4 separate regions of the Mus musculus genome follow, and regions 1, 2 and 3 are each linked to region 4. The links are chromatin contacts, called in public HiChIP or PLAC-seq maps. All regions are on one chromosome and are shown on one strand. Each heading gives the region's core, a stretch centred on a gene start, on an enhancer-like site or on the middle of the called end of the contact. The rest is flanking DNA. Distances are from core to core; before and after follow the strand shown. Region 1 has its middle 120 kb from the start of Gm40048. Region 2 overlaps Lhfp (lipoma HMGIC fusion partner). Region 3 has its middle 99 kb from the start of Gm40048. Region 4 holds the start of Lhfp (lipoma HMGIC fusion partner).

Region 1 (4,553 bases), core at 406-2,905, 240 kb after region 4:
CCCTCTCTTCCTTCCTCACATAGAACAATAAACAACCTTATTACTTGAGCTATGAACCATAGCTTATTTGTGTCTTCCTCAGATAGATCTCCAGTTCCTTGTGTTTTAGCATACAGTCATCATCTGCGCCATGACACTGGCCTGGCCTTCAGGTGACACAGACAAGAAGCCTGCCCTTCTGGAACTTCTCTCCCAGCAGACTGCTGATCCTGACAATCTGTTCCTTTTATCATATTTCTTTTGAATTTTTTGATCTTTTTGGTTGTTTGTTTGTTTGTTTAAGATCTCTTCCTCCTCAGGTGTCAGCTTGGCCCCTTGCTTGCAGCCCAGGGTCAGTGCATAGTGTGACTGGTACCACTGTCAGTACTGTGTGCCATCAGTAAGCACAATGCAATTGTTCACCAGGGTCTTGGTGCAGACCGGCTCGTTATGGGGTGCATGGTAGACAATATTAATAATCTTTGCTTTGTAAGTAAAACACGCATAGCCCTAGGAAAAGTTCCCCAAGTTCCATCTCAGGGCACAGTACTCCTTCTTGCTTTCTGGAACTCAGACTGCATGTATATCCTGAGGGACAGGCCATCCCAGCTCATACTTTCCATTCCTGTGATAGGGCTTTCTCTTACCTTAGTCATGTGGCACTTCTGCCGGCTGCCCTGAGAGATGCCCAGTGCTAGGTGTTGGCTGGAAAGAGTAGTTATATTTTTCAATTTGTTCCTTGTCACAAAACTAGGAACTCTGAGAGAACAAACTATCTGATTTGTTTTTACTGTGGTACCCTTAAGCACAGCACTGTGGATAACAAATATCAGAACCAACAACATTTTCTGGTTAAATTTGTTTTTTGCTTCAAAAATTCTCAGCCAGACTTTTATGCCTGGCTTCCTTGATTTGTCTGATTGTTACAATTCAGATTCTCAGTGGCATAATCCTGTAGATGACATTGAAGGAACAACCCCAGCTATGAAGACTGGGTCATGAATCCATCGCAAGGGCCACTCACAAATAAACTACATTTAGATCATAAAGAGGAAGGAAAAGAAAGAAAGTAACTCCTCCTTGGAACTAAGTCATTCATTGGCAACAGTTCATGGATGTCTGAAAGGTAGACCTTCTTTGATTCTGTGGTGTAGCTGTGTGAGAGAGACCTGTACAATTGACAGAGTAATTGGATTTTGAATCACTTAAAAGCTCCGACCTCTGTCTTGTCCCTCCCACTTCTAAGCCATTTATTTTCTTTGATAGTTCCTGATTATTTCGTGTCCTCTTTTTTTAAATGTATTTTGAGATCTTTGTTTCTATTTCAGAGCACCATAATTTGCACCTGCAAATGAGGAGATAACATGGTGAGAGAGTTCACTGATTTGAGATTAAAATCCCAGGTCTCCCCTCACAATCTGTTAACAAGGAGAGATTACTCATCTGCTCTCAGTCTTGACTGCTTTGTTTGTAAAACTGTAGCAATCCTATTTGTTATATATAACAGTGAAGTAAATGAAATAAAATATGTAGAAAGGTCTCAACACAAAGTGTGGCACTTACTAAAGGCTAAGTGGTTTTTATAATAATGATTTTCTTTTCTTCTGTATCCACTGGTGCATAAAGCCTTTCTGGAAGTCTAAGAAACTACTTCCTGCCCAGTGACCCATGATGCCTGTCTCAACAGATGTCAACTGATAGACAGTTCTCCATGGTACACAGGGTTAGAGCTGAGTTCTTCCCGCCCTCAGTGCTATCCGTTACTGCAATATCACATGTGCAAGTGTGCAAGTGTACAAGTTTGCAAATGTGCAAGTGTGATACACCTCAGCCTACATTTCCAAGCTTTCTTCAAACCACACTCTTCCTGTCCTGCAAACAGCCACCACTTGGCAATTCAAGACTAAAGATAGGCTGCCCTTTTGCTGATCTGACAGCGATATGAACCTTTAGAATGTCCAACAGGGACTTTTATGTTCCCAGGAACGTGGTTAGAGAAACATGGTATAACTGGATACCTTGGAATTCTACCCCTACCCCGTGTGTGTGTGGGTACAGCTGGAAGAGACTGGAGCAAGGGGATCCAAAAGCAGAGTTCAGGCTAGAGCTTAATTTATCTGGGGTCGGTAATGCTTGGTCTCTCTAGGCAGCCAGAGTCCCTTCTGTCTGATACTCTTAGCAATGCCAGTGTTCCTGGGCATAGGGGCTGGCCTCTCCCACCAAGGCCTTGGAAGCGACCAGGAAACCTCATAGCTTCTGCTGAGCATGTCAGAGCTGTTCCAGCATTAACTGATGCAGACTTCCTGTGGTGCCCATTCCTCAAATGTCCACTAGACCCTTCTCATAACTCCTCCCCTTTGATAACATCTCTTTCCCTTAACATTTGCTAGGTGGACACTTAAATAACATGAAGATCAAGTCAAGCATGGGGGACCAGAGAAGAATCTCGGGATTAACAGAAGGAGAAGAGATCCGCTGTAGTCCAGTACCCTTGGATTAAACCCTGAAGATCAGCACCCTCCTCCTTCCCTCAGGATACAGTCTGTGGTCCCTCTGCTTTAAAATCTGCGGCTCTATTCACAGTAGTTGCTCACCTTTTATTGCTGAAAAGCTTGGCCTATGACTACACAAGACTAGGGATGAAGTGGTACCTTGTTGAGAGGATTTTTTTTTTTAAAGAAATAATTCGGCAAGAAAAATAGCCATGAGCATAATTCAATAAGCAAACTCGCGGTGAGGATGAAGCACATGCAGAAGGTCATAAAACTTCCCAGCAAAGGAAATCAATGTCTTTAAGTATGATTTGTCATTTGGAATTTGGAGTCTAAGCCACAGTGCCTTCCCTGGGGTACGAGCATTTAGTGCTAGACAAAGAAGATTAGCTTTCTTTCCTACAGAGCAGAAAGAAGTATGCTTTTCTGGTGAGCCCAGCAAGGAGGTCCCTGGGGATGGCCTCGCTAATTAGATAGTTCAGTTGGACTGGTGCAGTACTCATATAGAAGTATACATAAGGGGCTAGAGAGATGGCTCAGAGGTTAAGAGTTGTGGCTGCTTTTCCAGAGATCCTGAGTTCAATTCCCAGCACCTTATAGGTGGTAGCTTACAACCATCTATAAGATCTGGTTCCCTCTTCTGGTGTGCAGGCATACACGCAGGGAGAAAACTGTATAAATAATAAATAAATATTTCCTAAGTATACATAAAAAGAAACTGCCAGGTTATTCTTCCCTGAAACAAACTAACAAAATCCCATAGTTGACTGACATTGCAATAAGTGGGCTACAACATCAAATTAAATAGAGAGAAACCCAAAGGGATTCCACTAAAAGCAGGGACAAGACAAGTTTGTCCATTTTCTCTGTATCTATTGAATATAGTTCTTGAAATCTTAGATAGGGCAATAAGACAACTCAGGAGGATAAATATTGAAAAAAAGGAACTCAAAGTATCATTATTTGCAGGTGATATGGTAGTATATAAGTAACCCTAAAATACCATTAGAGAACTCCAATAGCTAATAAACACTTTGAGCAAAGTAGCTGGATACAAAATTAACTTTAAAAAAAAAATCAATAGTCCTTCTATATACAAATGACAAACAGACTGAAAAAGAAATCAGGAAAAGAGCACCTTTCACAATAGCCTCAAATAGTATAAAATATCTTGTGGTAACTCTAACCAAGCAAGTAAAAGACTTATATGATAAACACTTCAAATCTTTGAAGAAAGAAATTCAAGAACGTACCAGAAAATGAAAGATTTCCCATGCTCATGGATCAACAGGCTCAACAGTAAAAATGGCCATCCTACCAGACAGAAGCAATCTACAGAGTCAGTGCAATCCTCATCAGGATTTCAACACAAGGTTTTACGGACCTTGTCATGATAAATCTCAACTTCACATGGAAAAACAAAAAGCCCAGGAGAACTAAAACAATCCTGAACAATAAAGGAACAGCTGGAGGTCTTGCCATTTCTGATTTCAAGTTGTACTAGAGATGTACAGTAATAAAAACAGCATGGTATTGGCATAGAAGCAGATACATTGATCAATGAAGACCCAGACATAAATCTACATACCTATGGGCATCTGAACTTTTGTTTTGTTTTGTTTTGTTTTGTTTTGTTTTTGTTTTTGTTTTTTCGAGACAGGGTTTCTCAGTATAGCCCTGGCTGTCCTGGAACTCTCTTTGTAGACCAGGCTGGCCTCGAACTCAGTAATCCGCCTGCCTCTGCCTCCCTAGTCCTGGGATTAAAGGTGTGCGCCACCACGCCCTGCTTGAACTTTTATAAGGAAGCAATAAATACACACTGGGGGAAAAGGCGGCATCTCCAATAGATGGTGCTAGTCACACCAGATGTCTGCAGATAGATCCGTATCTATCACTCTGCACAAAAACTCAAGTTCCAGTAGATCAAAGTCCTCAACATAAAACTAGATATGTTAAATCCCCCAAAAAGAGAGAGTAGGGAATAGACTTGAATTCATTAGCACAGAAAAAGACTTTCTGAACAGAACACTAATTAGTGCAGGCACTAAAATTGACTATTAGTAAATAGGTCCTTAGGCAAGT
Region 2 (4,163 bases), core at 649-3,148, 160 kb after region 4:
TAACATGCTAATTTTCTCTCAGTTTAATTACCTTCAATCTTTCCAATACTCTCAGGAGTCTAAATGCCAATGGGTAAGGAGACCTTAACCACTAATATGCATTTAAGTTGTTAGGCAGAGATAAAACAGATAACTGGCAGTTTTTTCCCTTCTACCAAAGTTTTCTATGCAAGACGTTCACAGGATGTTTTAACATAAGTAGTCAGATGGAGCCTAAAGCAAGAGGAACTTGAGCATTATATCTAACACCCATTAGTGTGACTCAGAAATAGGGTGAATACGTGACCCTAAAGAAATTCCTGGAAGGCTCATCTAGACATTTGCAGAAGGAGAGCCTGGTTAGTCAGCTCATCTTCCAACCAAAATACACCATGAGGATTCCTTCAGCTGAAGCCCAGCGGAAAATGACAAGATCAGTCCCTCAGTTAAGCTGCCACTGGTGTGGCTAAAATCTGATAGATCCTGGCATATTCCCACATGCTGTGAAACCATGAAAACAAGCCAATAATGACCGTACTCGGTGTGGGGGTTCACCAGCACACACATCCGTGAGTGAAACAAGCCACAACACAACAGAAGAGTGGGAGATTTCTGCTCTACTTCTGTGAAAACAGAGACAGAGTAAGAGTTACCCTAGGGAAGAGGTGGTCCTGATTCCAAAGGAGCAGAAGGACGCTGCTGGGCACTGGGCACTGGGCACTGGGCACATTTTTTTAAAAAATCTGAGTAAAGGTCACATGTACATCTGACTCATGAACAGCCTGAGCCCTGTCCTTGTGGGTATACATGTCAGCATGCATGCTAGATCGAAATCACTAATACAAATACAAATGTGTTCACTTACTAACCAGAGCGACAGCAGGAAAACCTCATTTGAAATATACTTGCTTTGAAAAATAGAGCTCTTGTTTGCAGTTTCAATGGAAGCATCATTTATGAATAATCAAATTCATTTTCCTACATTAAAAGCAGGATAATTCCCTGAGAACTGGCTCTGTGGTTACATTTTATAGTTATTTGGCTACAGAGTTTCTGAAGACTTGGCATAAAACAGTTCTCAATAGAAGAATGCACAATTGACGTAAAATGATTAACAAATGCTGTTTGTTCTGCATAAGGTATTACTCATCTTTTGCTAGTTAGCATTTCTTCCTCCTCCCCCAACCCCAAGCAGTTCATGGGATTTTGTTTCACTTAGAGGTATATACAGTATCTTTGTATTGCATGTAATTTTGTAAACTTCTAGGGCTAGGCCAAGCCTCTTCATCACTGGCTTCTGTATTGCAGGGAACACAACTGAGACAGTGTATACACATGCTACACTGCTTGGCTCCCTCTATGCTACATCTTACAATCTGTATAACTTTGGGTAAACATTTAGCCTTGTTCTTAAGTTATCTTATCTCTTTTAAATGGGACAATGTGGCACGAGCCTCAGGGTTGTTTTAAAGGTAAAATGAACTAAGATATCAAGCTCTAAGGACAGGTCTTGACACACAGAGTCAATGCTCAACAAATCCAGGAGTAGCTATCAATCTAGAACAGTGCACAAAATAAAGAATTGAGCAAGTGAGATGGTTCAAGGGGTGAACTCACCTGTCACCATTTAAATGGCGGTTCCTCTGGTATTATTGGGCTGACCTTCAGTTACTAAAGAACAGCTGGGAAGCATAGTTTCAGGTTGAATTTTGTGTCTGCTATTTTTTTTTTTTGAGTAAAGCGAGAGCTATTGGAACATAGACATGCACTCAGACCATGTACTAAGTCCCAGCCCTTGCGGTCACAGTATGAGACCAGTGGACAGACATCTAAGCAGGCTGTTCTGCACTCACTCTGAGTTGTACAGTGGGCATGGGATGTCACTGAACCCTAGAGATGCCATCTGGGGACTGAAGTCCCATGATTCATGCCTGAATGCCATTTCAGAAATTGTTTCCAAGGGCACACCCTCCATAGCTCAGTAGGATGCCTCTAGATTCCTTGCATGTGTTGTGGAAGAACAAAGAATATCTTCAGATTCTAGTCAATGCACATATATCGAGCTTTATGAAATCATATCGCAGGACCTCATACTTCATATTCCACTTTTACAATTATAAAAATTTTACAAGGTAACCTGGAGGTTAAAATAGCTACAGTAAATCTGCAGTAGCCATTTAGGATGTGGCTTTCTGATGGAATTCTTCCTAGCTGCAGTTAAAGTTGTGTTTTAGTTTAAAGTAAAATTATTCAACCCAGGTTATAATCAGACTACTCACACATATCTATCCTTCTGCCATATCATAGGCAGTAAATTCAACCCTTCATTAAGTCTCTTAACAGAGACTCGACCTGGGATGGTTCTCGCTATGATGGCTTAATATGTAATTTCCCATAGTATAGAATGTTGGCTGAAAAGCAGCCATTGACCGGAGCCGTCAGGAGGCTGTAGATCTATGCCATTGTGTTCCTTTCCCTGTAAAGATCGATGAGTCGCAGTGATTTCCTGATTTTTAACAGCGCTCAGAATAGGAAGTGATGAAATGTTAACATTTTCCATAGACTTTGCTGTGGAATGCCTGTTGAAGCTACAGGAGACTGATTGATCATGCCAGTGGGGGGTTCCTTCCGGTGGTTTTAGAGAGAAGTCTCCTGGTTAGATTCTGCTGCAAGGAACAGACCCTTCCTAAGATGTGGGAAATATCTATTGTAAGCCTGACTAACATGTCTGGTGGGGGTGGGGTCCTGGAGAATTCCTGTCTAGATGATCTTTTGTTAGTTTTGTATCCTTGGTGATTGGATGGAAAGAGGCGCTATTTCCATGGAATAATATTGGATGTAAACGGATTTCTTGTTAAAGTTATCATACAGAATGATGGGTTGCACCATGTCGTTTTTCATCCTTTGCTCTGTCGTGACTCCCCTCACCCACTGCCCTCTCCCATGCCCCTTTCATCCACCTTTGGCCTGTTCCCTTCTCCCCTAATATGCCCGCCTCTGCTTTCATGTCAAATGCATGTGTTCCATCACACACACACACACACACACACACACACACACACACAAGCCTTAAGATCTCTTCTCTCCTCTTATGATCTGCTTTCTCATTCCCGAATTGATATTTGAAGTATCAAGTATCTTTTTAGAGCCTAGACAGAGGGCTCCTGTCTAACGTCTAATATTGCTTTCAAGTTCAGTGGTGAGGTTACAAAAGAAAACGGAGACCACCCCACTTGTGGGGAGTGGGTGGAGGGCTTGGCGTCTCGGCTGCCCAGTTTTCACCATGGCAATAGGAACAGAATTTTCAGTCCTCTGTGTTCTGCTTCCTTTTTAAGTGAGCTTGGACAATACTGCAGGGACAAAGCAGTTGCCTCCTGAAAGCCAAACGAATGAATAAATTTGGCCTCTGGATTTTTGAGCTGTTGTGAAAGAGGTTTTGTTCTTGACTCTTTTACATCCCCACCCTCCCTTAAACCATAGTTAGAACACTTTTTCTCTTTCTTCAGATGATGTCCTTGTTATCCAAAACACATCGTGTAACCCAGACAGAAAATTCTAACACACAAATGTTATTCATACCTGAGCAGTACTTGGAGGGGCTAGCCACTCTTTTAAGAATTTTTAGCTTAAATTAAAACTTTCTTTTTAAGTACATCACAGGTACTTCATGCTAAGAAAGATCTGGGACAGAATTATTGTGCTTGGAAGAGAAATAATAAGCCCTCCGGAACCTGACTGAGTATCTCTAAATGTTATTGAATTATTCTTTTTCTGGAACAGGGGCGAAACTGGACGGAGGCTATTTTAGAACAAATTATTTTGAATTACTTTCTCCAAGTAGCAATTTTAAATACTGTTATACTGTTACTTGAATATATCCCAGTAAGTTTTATCCAATTAATTTAACGGTTACTGTAGGAAACAGAGTGTCACCCCTATGAACTGTTAGTGTGCATGGTGGATGGGGAACAGGGAGTCAGCAAGTCCAGCTTGGCCCAAGGACATGCATGAGTCCCTAGAGACACCAGACCTTCATCGTGTCCTATGCATTTCAATTAGAACTCTAACATAGCTACTTTCCCACCATGCACAATAACCAGTATGCTCTTCCTGCCATGTCGTGATGGCTCCTTATAAGACATTCTGCTTGCCTTAAATAGAATATAGAAAAACAAGGGGAAATT
Region 3 (4,629 bases), core at 1,878-4,377, 260 kb after region 4:
CAGCTAAAATGCTGGGGAACTTTCTCCTGCCGGGCTCCTTCTGCCAGAATGTTTTTGTCAGGGGTTGCTTTCCTGTGGCTTTGAAAGTTTTAGGCTGTTCTTTATGACAATTGCCTTTTCGTGAAGCATTTTGTAGACTATGTGTAGACCTATCCTACTCATGCCCTCATCCAGATAAGTCCTTTATGATCCCTGTAACATTTATATATATATGATATATATACACACATATATATCATATATATTCATCATATATATACATTGTATATATTAATCACATATATACATCATATGGATACATCATATTCATATACATATACATATGGAGAATATATAGTATATATAATATACACTGCATATATATATAGCATTTCTGTGACAAATGCAATTTAATGAGGAAAGGTTCATTTTGTCTCATGGTTTGAGGGTACAACCCAGCATGGAAGGGAAGACATGGGAACAGGATGTGTGAGGTAGCACTCTGCACATAGTCAGGAGGCTAAGATGACCACTGGGGCCAAGACTGACTTTTCCTTTTATTCACACCAGGACTGCAACCCATTAGAGCAGGGAACAGCTCCTGCTCAGGGAGAGCCTTCCCTGCTTCCAGAGATGTGTCTCCACGTGATTCTAAAGTCAGTCAAGTAGAAGCACAACCGTGCTGACGGAAGGGCCGAGAGCTGGGCTTTTGACCTCTGTGCACCCATGTTGTGTGCTGGGCGGGAACAGAAAGCTCCCATCATGCTCTGAGCCTGTGGCCACTGTGGGTGGCTGAGAGCTTCTGGAACAAGAGACGCTTCTTTGTCCTGTGGGAGTTATTAGCATCAGAGAGGGTCAAAACCTTAATTATCTCTTTACTGCTGAAAGATCTCTCTATAATGGCCTCACAGGAGGGGAGCCAAGCACATCATTTTGATCTGTGATGCTTTATTAATTTTTTTTCTTTCTTGCTGTCTTGGGTTAACTTACCCTACTAAGTTTCAAGTGGCTTGAAGACGGGAAATAAGTTCCTTTTCATTCTTTCTGCCACCGCTCAACACATAATTGTGTTTAATGTGCTTTTGAAACCGCTTAATCGTTTTAAGTCTTTTCATTTCACATATACATATGAAGTCTTTAAACCAAGTAAGTCTTTAGCTACTCAATAATGCTACTAACAGAATATGAAATATTATCACTGGCTTTTAGCTATAGGAGTTTATTTTATTATTTGATGTTTGTGAGTCAGCCAACTGGAACACTTGATTTTCAATATATTATTGCATCAGGATAGGTAATATGTACCTCTTGCTCTTGCCCCACAGCTTTCAATAGAACAAAATAACATATTCTAGTGAAAATTCAGACTTCTTTCCACTATGAACCACTGCTCTGGGGTTCCCATTCCTGTACCCACACCGTACCTCTGCCTCATGGATCTAGGCCAGTCACCCCTATTTACTGAAAGTTCTGTTCTGCCTTTTAAAAACAAAAGTCATCCCATCTAACAAATATCCCAATATCAAGCATTTTTGGCCAGGGGAGTCCACGAGACTCCCCAAGCAGCATAAGCTACCTTGTTTACCTCCCAGAGGATGACATAATCCCTACTGCCAAAGACACCATACCTGTCTAACACAGGACTCGACTCAGAGGATCCAAGCTGGGTCTGACCTGAAAGCGTCTTCCCTGGGGGCCAGATCTCATGGGAGTGGATGGTGCTATACAAACTGCCACAGGAGTGAAGTAACCAATAGTCCTGCCTGGCTGTGATGTCTAGGAACCACCACAACAAGCATTGCAAGGTAGCCCTGCATAAAGGTACAAGAGTGGCACACATATATTTGTCCTAACCACTGTGGTGGCTTGAATAGGAATGGCCCCCAGAGGTTCATATATTTAGATGCTTGGTCCTAAGGGATTAGCACGACTTGATAGGAATTAGGAGGTGTGGCCTTGTTGTAATAGGTGGGTGGGCTTTGAGGTTTCAGAAGTTCAAGCCAGGCCCAGTGGCTTCCTCTTTCTCTTCCCACTGCCTGCTGATCTAAATGTAGAACTCTTGGCTCCTGTCTAGTAGCATGTCTGCTAGCATGAGCGCCTGCGTGCTTCTCACCATGACAAGAGTGGACTAAACTACTGGACCTGCTAGCCAGTCCCAATTAAGTGTTTGCCTTTATAAGAATTGCCATAGGTGTGGCGTCTCTTCACAGCAACAGAGCATCAACTAAAACACCAGCACTGCTGCCTTTGCCAGGGGAGAACCATGAGCAGATCCGGTAAGGACCGGCCATCACGGAAGCGGGGTCTGAGCCTCGCTGAACTGTGCTGTCACAGACCCTTGAGATTCTACCTGGAAACCTGGTTGAGTTGAGTGATGTTTTCAGTCATTTTAGCCCCAGGTATAAGGATGAGGGGCTGCTTTGGATGATGGGCAGTAGCGGACCATAATTCCCCCCATGCTCTAGCAGAAGCACGGTTTTGCCAGCTGCAGATAATTTCTGCAATTGGGTGATGTTTGGAATTCTGGGAACTTTTCAGAGGGTGCATAAGTGCTTAGGGCCCTGAGAGGAAGTTGGTGGTGATTGTTGGTCATGCAGGGGGTTGGTTCTGGTTTGTTAGTAGTTGTGTTCAAAGAAGAAACAAAAAGAAAGATTTATTATCTAGTGATGGGGGGTAAATCCAGGGAAATGAAGGATAAGACTTCCCTAAAGATGAAGGATGAAAAAAAGAAGAACCCACAAAGTAACAAAGACTGGCTACAATTGAGCCTGACTAGTCCGTGACTTCTTACAGGAATGAGTATAATAAATTAGTATTATGTAAAACTCAACTGTGGTAATTTACTGCTACAGCAATAATCAAATGATACAGATAACTTCACAGTGGCAGCTGGCTCTCCTGGCTCCCAACCCACAAATGCATGATCCAGCTCGTACACGGATACCTGGTCTGACACACTGTGAGTGGGTTTTTCAGAGTTTATTTCATTACCACATGGGGATCAGGAATCAAACATCATAATTAACCCCCAGAGACAGTAGATTGGTCCACATTAATTAAAAGGTCACAGTCTAAAGGAGGACTTATGAGATTCGCCAAGCCCGTGCAGTTAGGAAGTTGCCCGACACTCTTACACAGGGCTTGTGAGCCACCAGTTTCTAAGGAACTGACTGCCAGCTGACAAGCCCAGCCTGGCACCTGTGCAGAGCGTACCGTTCTGGAATGATTTGTTTTTATTCTGGTTTCAATCTGTATCTCCTTTCAGATTGTTATAAGTAATTAACTCTGAGTAAATGGCCCCCAGACATTAATGGATACTAATCACTGGGGTGGATATGATTCCTGGGACCTGAAGCAGAGCACCCTCCAGTTTGTCCCTATTCTACTTCAGAAGAACAAACCTCCCCGTTTTCTGATCCCACGGGGCTTCTTCGTGTAAAAGAAGAGAAGCGGAGTCATGAGAGCAGAACGACCCTCATTGTTGAGGGCAAAACCATCATGGCTTAGAAAACTGTTTGCTCCACAACCACAAAGGCCTGGGCTCTGATCCCCTGCAACAGAGAAGCCGCCCAGGGCATTAGAGTCTTCCTTTACCCCACTTCACCCATGCAGTCCAGTGTGAAGTTTACAATGCTACAGTGTTGGATGGCATGCCTAAGAGAGGACATGAGCTTGCAATGCTTTAAAACAAAGTGTGTCTAAGGTTATATCTGAGTGGGTAGTTACCTATAAACATAAACCTCAGAGTTTCTTACAAGGGGGAGCTCTCTCCCCTTTGGTATTTATAGAAGCTGTGTTTAGAGGAGTCACATGATGTCATGATGTATAAATCAAGACACACACACATGCCCTAGTTTGCTTTCTGTTGGCGTGATAAACACAACCACCAAAAGTGACTTGGGGAGGAAAGGGTTTATTACATCAAACACATTATAATCTTATAAAAGGATGTCAGGACAGGACCTCAAGCAGAAACCATAGAGGAATGCTGCTCACTCGCTTGCTTTCTCTGGCTTTCACCATTCTCCTGTCTATTTCTGTGAGATCAACTTTACTTTTAGATTCTACCTGAGTGGTAGCACCAAGCTGGCCCTCACTTATTTCTCTAAACATAGTGATTTCCAGCTCCGTCGGTGTATTGCAATGACAGGATGTAATGCTTCTATGACTGCTTTCTCTTCTACTCAGTATGTGCGCCATCTCTTCCTTAGTCATTCATCACTCAGTGGGCACTTAGCTTTCCTCCAGCACAGACTTGATGTTAAAGTTGCATGGCGTCTTCTCTGAGAGCATCAGAAGTCGCACAGACAGACAAGTGCCCTTGAAGAGTGTGAACGTAATTTTCCTTCAGGATCCTCTATGACTGGTCTTAAGTATCTATGTGAACAGGGTTTTAGCCTCTGTAAGACTTAACTATTGTGGAAGTAGAAAGAAATTAAGGAGTGTGTTTCTAGGTCCTTGTAAACCAACAGCTGCTTCTAGGCTTACAGATGAGACTACCACTCCTATTTGCTGCCAGTGTTCTCACTATGGATTATATTAAGCATGGCCACTAGTCACATGACTAAGTTGTTATCATCCCGACCACATAGAAAATTATTTGAGGTCTTCTGATGATAGAAAGACAACAAACCATGATGTTCGCACAAA
Region 4 (4,120 bases), core at 594-3,093:
GTGTTTTAATCATATGCTTACAGGTTAATCAGCTGTTTCTCTGTGAAATGATAACTGCCTTCGTGGCTTTTCTCTCCCTTTTTTTGAGAATTAGATGAAGTCATCTATTCATACACCCAGTGTACTGACACGCAGTAATGAAAGAATTTGCAACGGACGCCTCCTTGGCAATCCATGTCACTTTCTCAAGCTCCTCTAAGCTTGAGAAAGTGTCCTAGACTGGATACCCGGTGGGTAGTGTGTGAGTGAGTGTTTGTGTGTGGGTGAGTCTGGCTGCCACTGTATAATTTTGTCTAGGCTGGTATCTGCTACCTCCACATTACATAGATATGAGATATGTGATAGCCAGGCGGTGGTATTTAGCTACAAGTCAGACCTGTTATTATATGGCCACCATGCTCAATAACTGGTGATTTGCACAAGCAGAGTTAAAAAACGTACGTTAACAAAGGAAAACTTCAAATCCAGATCTCTAAACCTGAGGTTCATGGGTGAGCTAAAAACCATGTGACATTTTGAAACATGACTTCCCAGCCTTGGCCCTACTCACACTTCAAGCTAGATGATTCTGGGTGTGCCCTGTGTAGTTACAGAGCAGACTCCTGGCTTTATGGACTGGCTGCCAGTAGGGCCTTCCCAGTCTATGGGTCATGCTTACCCCAAATATCTCCAGACTCTGCCAAATGTCTCCCAGGAACTATTCTTTCCTCTTCTCAAGACTATTGTGATAAACTTAATGTGTATTACATCGCTTTCCTGGGAGGCTCATTACCTGTATCCTATTCCTACAAAGGAAAGGCTTGGAATCAATCACTTAAAACCTTTCAAACAATCCTGAAACAACCTGTCTCCAGCTGATGCCGCCCAATTCAATGGTGCACTCGAAATTTTATTATGAAATATATTCCTACCCAGTTATTACTTCCAGCTGCTTTGAAAAAGGCACATCACAAAAACTGCATCTAGGCAAGTATGTACTTCAAAAGTTGCTGGTCCCAGATGGCAGCTTCCTAAAATAACTGTCCTCTGTGGAGACTCCAGAGGTCAGTCAGTCACCCACAGAATACGGCTCTGGCTTCCGAAGGGTTAAAAAGGCTGATGGCAAGTCAGAACTGGGCAGGGCCTGAGAAGAAATCAAAAGGAGCAGATTTCAGAAAGGAAATTCAAAGGTTGTGTAGATAGATGTTAAAGCTGATCATGGGTTGGGGAGTGGAGTGGGTAAGAGGCAGGGAAGGGGACGGGAGGAGAAAGGAGGGTAGCAGAAAGAGGAGAGAGGGTGAGAGGGGAGGTAAGGGAGTGGGGGGAAACCCAGGAAAGAGGAAGAGGAAAAAGAGGAAGAGAAATGTCTTGAAAGAAGTTCCCAAAGGTTTGCAGCTGTTGGGAGAGGCTGGCAGGGGAGTAGCCTGCCTTCTTTCTTTCTGGCTTTGCCCCCACGGAATCCAGCAGCCTCGCATGGCGTGCCCAGCCTTCTCTTTCCTATGTCCACACCCGTCATGCTCTCTGCCCTCCAAAGTGACCACTTCTCAAGAGCCCCTTAAAGCTCATAGACATCGCTCTCCCCATCTCTGAGGCTACTTCCCATCCTGGTCCTCATAAAGGCCGCGCGAACACTGCAGCCCCAGACCCCAGGGTTTGACCCAGAAAAGCAAACAGGGGTCGGGTGTGGCCTCGGCGCCCCCGGGGAGCTGCGGGGAAGGCGAGCAACTTTCTCCCTGGATTCTCAGTCTGTCTGCCGCCCCCACTCTCGCGCGTCCAGGACTGCGCGGCGGGGCCGAGGGGAGGGGACAGCGGCAAAGGGAGGGCGGGGAAGAGGCGGCGCGTGCCTCGCCTGCCAAAGCTGGAGCCGGCATCCACCGTGTTCCCGGGCCGCACGGCCGCAGCCGGCGGGCTCTCCGGGTGGGTCCCCCTGACCCTCCACCCCAGCTCTCCAGACTCGCCTCGATCTCCGTCGGGATAGTGGCAAAGGCAAGAAAGACAGTCTTCTTTGGTGCCGCGCTGTCCCCGCCAGGGAAAGACAGCAAGTTGTGCTGCGCCCGGGACTCGCGAGGGACCGCGGCCGCCGCCCGACCGGGTAAGTAGCGCGCCCCGGGGCCCCGTGCCCGGGTCCCTCCTGTCTTTCCGAGTGGCATAGTTCAGCTGAGGTCCTGTCGGCCTCCGGGGGGTGCTGCCTTCCTTTCCATCCTTATCCGTCCCTTTCTCAGAGCCGGCTGCAAGAACTTCCCCGTGCCGCTTTGCATCCAGAGATCATTGTGTGTGTTCCTGTGTGCTCCAGGGTGCGGTGCGTGCGTCTAGCAGTTTTGGGGGAGGATGGTGGGTTTAAGTTCATCTGGACTAGGGTAACTCACTCCAGCTGAGAAAGAGGTCCCTTTCTTCCCACTCCCCACCTTTAATGGTAACCCCCAGACCAACTCAACTTCAGCCTCTGCTCACAGCTGACACGATTTTAAAAACCGTAGCCAGAGGGAGCTCCCCTTTGGGTAGAATCCAGAACAGAGGGCGAGCAAAGTGTAGGAGACTGGAGTTTGGAAGCAGTTTGCAGATGGAACCCGACGGGGTGGGGGTGTTCTTCTGTGTTCTTTGTGGAGAGTGTAGCCAGGTGTGCAAGCCAGCCCACCTCATCGAACCCTTTTGAATAGCTGACTTGACATTAGGTATTGGAAAAGAGTGAGTGCTTGGTCTGAAATGGCCAGCAGGTGAAAGCACTGAAGCCAAGGAGTCAAAATAGGAGGCGTGAACACATTTGCCCCGGAAAATTAAGACAGAAGGCGTTTTTAGTGTTATCGAGTACTGGGGGTGTGTAACTATATATCACCCGATATATACACCCGAGTGGTGAATACTGTTAGTTAAATTTACAGTAACTGGGGGTGTGTAACTATATATCCAATGTATACACCTGAGTGGTGAATACTGTTAGTTAAATTTACAGTACTTCTGTAATTGTATGAAGTTCCCACTATCATGTTGCTTGGTTGGCACACTCATCAAGTGATGCCGAGGAGTGGCTAGAAACTAAGTGTGAACTTGCAAGCCAAATAAACAAACTACTGTATGGTCCATTTTATTTTAATATCCGGAATTATGTCTCCTGCTAGTAAAAAATGCTACATTGCTTTTAATGTGAGTATGTGAAATGAATTCACTGGCTTGGCAAATAGAAGCCATTCGTTTCTTTAAGTAAATAGCTGTCAGAGTTAATTTGGGAGCATTTTTACAGGAGATAAAGACGTGGAAAAGCTTTGAGCTAGTTTGGCAAAACTTGTATAGAGATGCGTATGGAGAGAATTAGTTCTTCCCACTTTTGAAGCGTTGAAGGAAGTTTGAAGTTTCCTAAATGAAAACCGTGGAGCTTCTTGAGACGTGTAAATATGCTAGACATACTTAGCTTTCCTTGTTTCCTATTCCATTTTACCAGGGGCCACCAGCCATCTTCACTCCAAAGTATGAGAAGCTGATCGCGGTAATACTGAAACTCTGTTACGGCAAGTAGCTACATACGCCTTGAAGAGCGGTGGACTACCTGGGAGTTTCTTGTGACTACACGCCTTCCTTCACACCTTTAGTGCAATCACAGCGGACCCTCATTGCACTGCCTGTTGGAAGATGGCGTCCAGCCTGACTTGTACTGGGGTGATCTGGGCTTTGCTTTCCTTCCTTTCCGCTGCCACCTCCTGTGTGGGGTTCTTCATGCCATACTGGCTCTGGGGGTCTCAGCTAGGCAAGCCTGTATCCTTTGGCACTTTCCGGAGGTGCTCCTATCCTGTTCACGATGAGAGTCGGCAGATGATGGTGATGGTGGAGGAGTGTGGGCGCTATGCCTCCTTCCAGGGCATCCCCAGCACCGAGTGGAGGATCTGTACCATAGTGACAGGCCTTGGCTGCGGCCTGTTGCTCCTGGTGGCTCTCACTGCCCTGATGGGTTGCTGCGTGTCGGAACTCATCTCCAGGACTGTAGGAAGAGTGGCTGGGGGAATCCAGTTCCTGGGGGGTAAGTGACTTTGCCAAACTTGAATTGTTTCCATAGAATCTCAAAGCAGTATAGAAAATTATGTTTCATTTGTCTTCTGATGCTTGGTTGTAATTGGCATTTGGAGTACAAGAAAAAATAGATCTGAAGTGG

What was found. HiChIP or PLAC-seq counts read pairs in DNA pulled down with a chosen protein or histone mark.
Region 1: a CTCF HiChIP or PLAC-seq map of pro-B cells shows a contact between it and region 4, with 5 times the contacts expected there. The contact joins the enhancer-like site here to the promoter of Lhfp in region 4. A contact is called at or near these places in 6 of 39 promoter capture datasets (HPC-7-derived erythroid cells, cranial neural crest, embryonic stem cells and 3 more), 3 of 15 datasets of contacts at CTCF or cohesin (the NIH/3T3 cell line, large pre-B cells and pro-B cells), 1 of 484 Hi-C or Micro-C datasets (uterus), 16 of 115 datasets of contacts at active chromatin or transcription factors (T-cell acute lymphoblastic leukemia, cardiomyocytes, craniofacial prominence and 10 more) and 3 of 9 other capture datasets (adipose tissue, embryonic stem cells and liver).
Region 2: an H3K4me3 HiChIP or PLAC-seq map of neural progenitor cells shows a contact between it and region 4, with 39 read pairs. The contact joins the enhancer-like site here to the promoter of Lhfp in region 4. A contact is called at or near these places in 8 of 39 promoter capture datasets (the 3T3-L1 cell line, 3T3-L1-derived adipocytes, the C10 cell line and 4 more), 1 of 15 datasets of contacts at CTCF or cohesin (pro-B cells), 15 of 484 Hi-C or Micro-C datasets (adipose-derived mesenchymal stem cells, brain, brown adipocytes and 9 more), 20 of 115 datasets of contacts at active chromatin or transcription factors (the NIH/3T3 cell line, astrocytes, cardiomyocytes and 15 more) and 2 of 9 other capture datasets (adipose tissue and pancreatic islet).
Region 3: a contact with region 4 is called in an H3K27ac HiChIP or PLAC-seq map of large pre-B cells, with 3 times the contacts expected there. The contact joins the enhancer-like site here to the promoter of Lhfp in region 4. A contact is called at or near these places in 7 of 39 promoter capture datasets (the 3T3-L1 cell line, the C10 cell line, the SN4741 cell line and 4 more), 1 of 15 datasets of contacts at CTCF or cohesin (pro-B cells), 7 of 484 Hi-C or Micro-C datasets (brown adipocytes, liver, nephron progenitors and 1 more), 19 of 115 datasets of contacts at active chromatin or transcription factors (T-cell acute lymphoblastic leukemia, cardiomyocytes, craniofacial prominence and 14 more) and 2 of 9 other capture datasets (adipose tissue and liver).

What each region holds. Positions count from the first base shown.
Region 1 is chr3:53,276,531-53,281,083 of GRCm38.p6, forward strand. No RefSeq gene overlaps it. Among named protein-coding and RNA genes, the nearest start is that of Gm40048, 120 kb to the right of the region's middle. Within about 2 kb of position 1,656, at least 14 of the 459 cell types and tissues checked have an H3K27ac peak or open chromatin away from gene starts, as enhancers often do. A contact at or near this core is called in pro-B cells, where this site is marked.
Region 2 is chr3:53,204,048-53,208,210 of GRCm38.p6, forward strand. The region is part of intron 2 of Lhfp (lipoma HMGIC fusion partner); the gene reads left to right. Among named protein-coding and RNA genes, the nearest start is that of C130075A20Rik, 110 kb to the left of the region's middle. Within about 2 kb of position 1,899, at least 54 of the 459 cell types and tissues checked have an H3K27ac peak or open chromatin away from gene starts, as enhancers often do. A contact at or near this core is called in the NIH/3T3 cell line, cerebellar granule neurons, embryonic fibroblasts and 3 more, where this site is marked.
Region 3 is chr3:53,294,269-53,298,897 of GRCm38.p6, forward strand. No RefSeq gene overlaps it. Among named protein-coding and RNA genes, the nearest start is that of Gm40048, 99 kb to the right of the region's middle. Within about 2 kb of position 3,128, at least 8 of the 459 cell types and tissues checked have an H3K27ac peak or open chromatin away from gene starts, as enhancers often do. A contact at or near this core is called in pro-B cells, where this site is marked.
Region 4 is chr3:53,039,704-53,043,823 of GRCm38.p6, forward strand. It overlaps Lhfp (lipoma HMGIC fusion partner), which reads left to right and starts at 1,844. Exons shown (of 4, transcript NM_175386.3): 1 at 1,844-2,071; 2 at 3,416-3,988. The coding sequence starts at 3,604.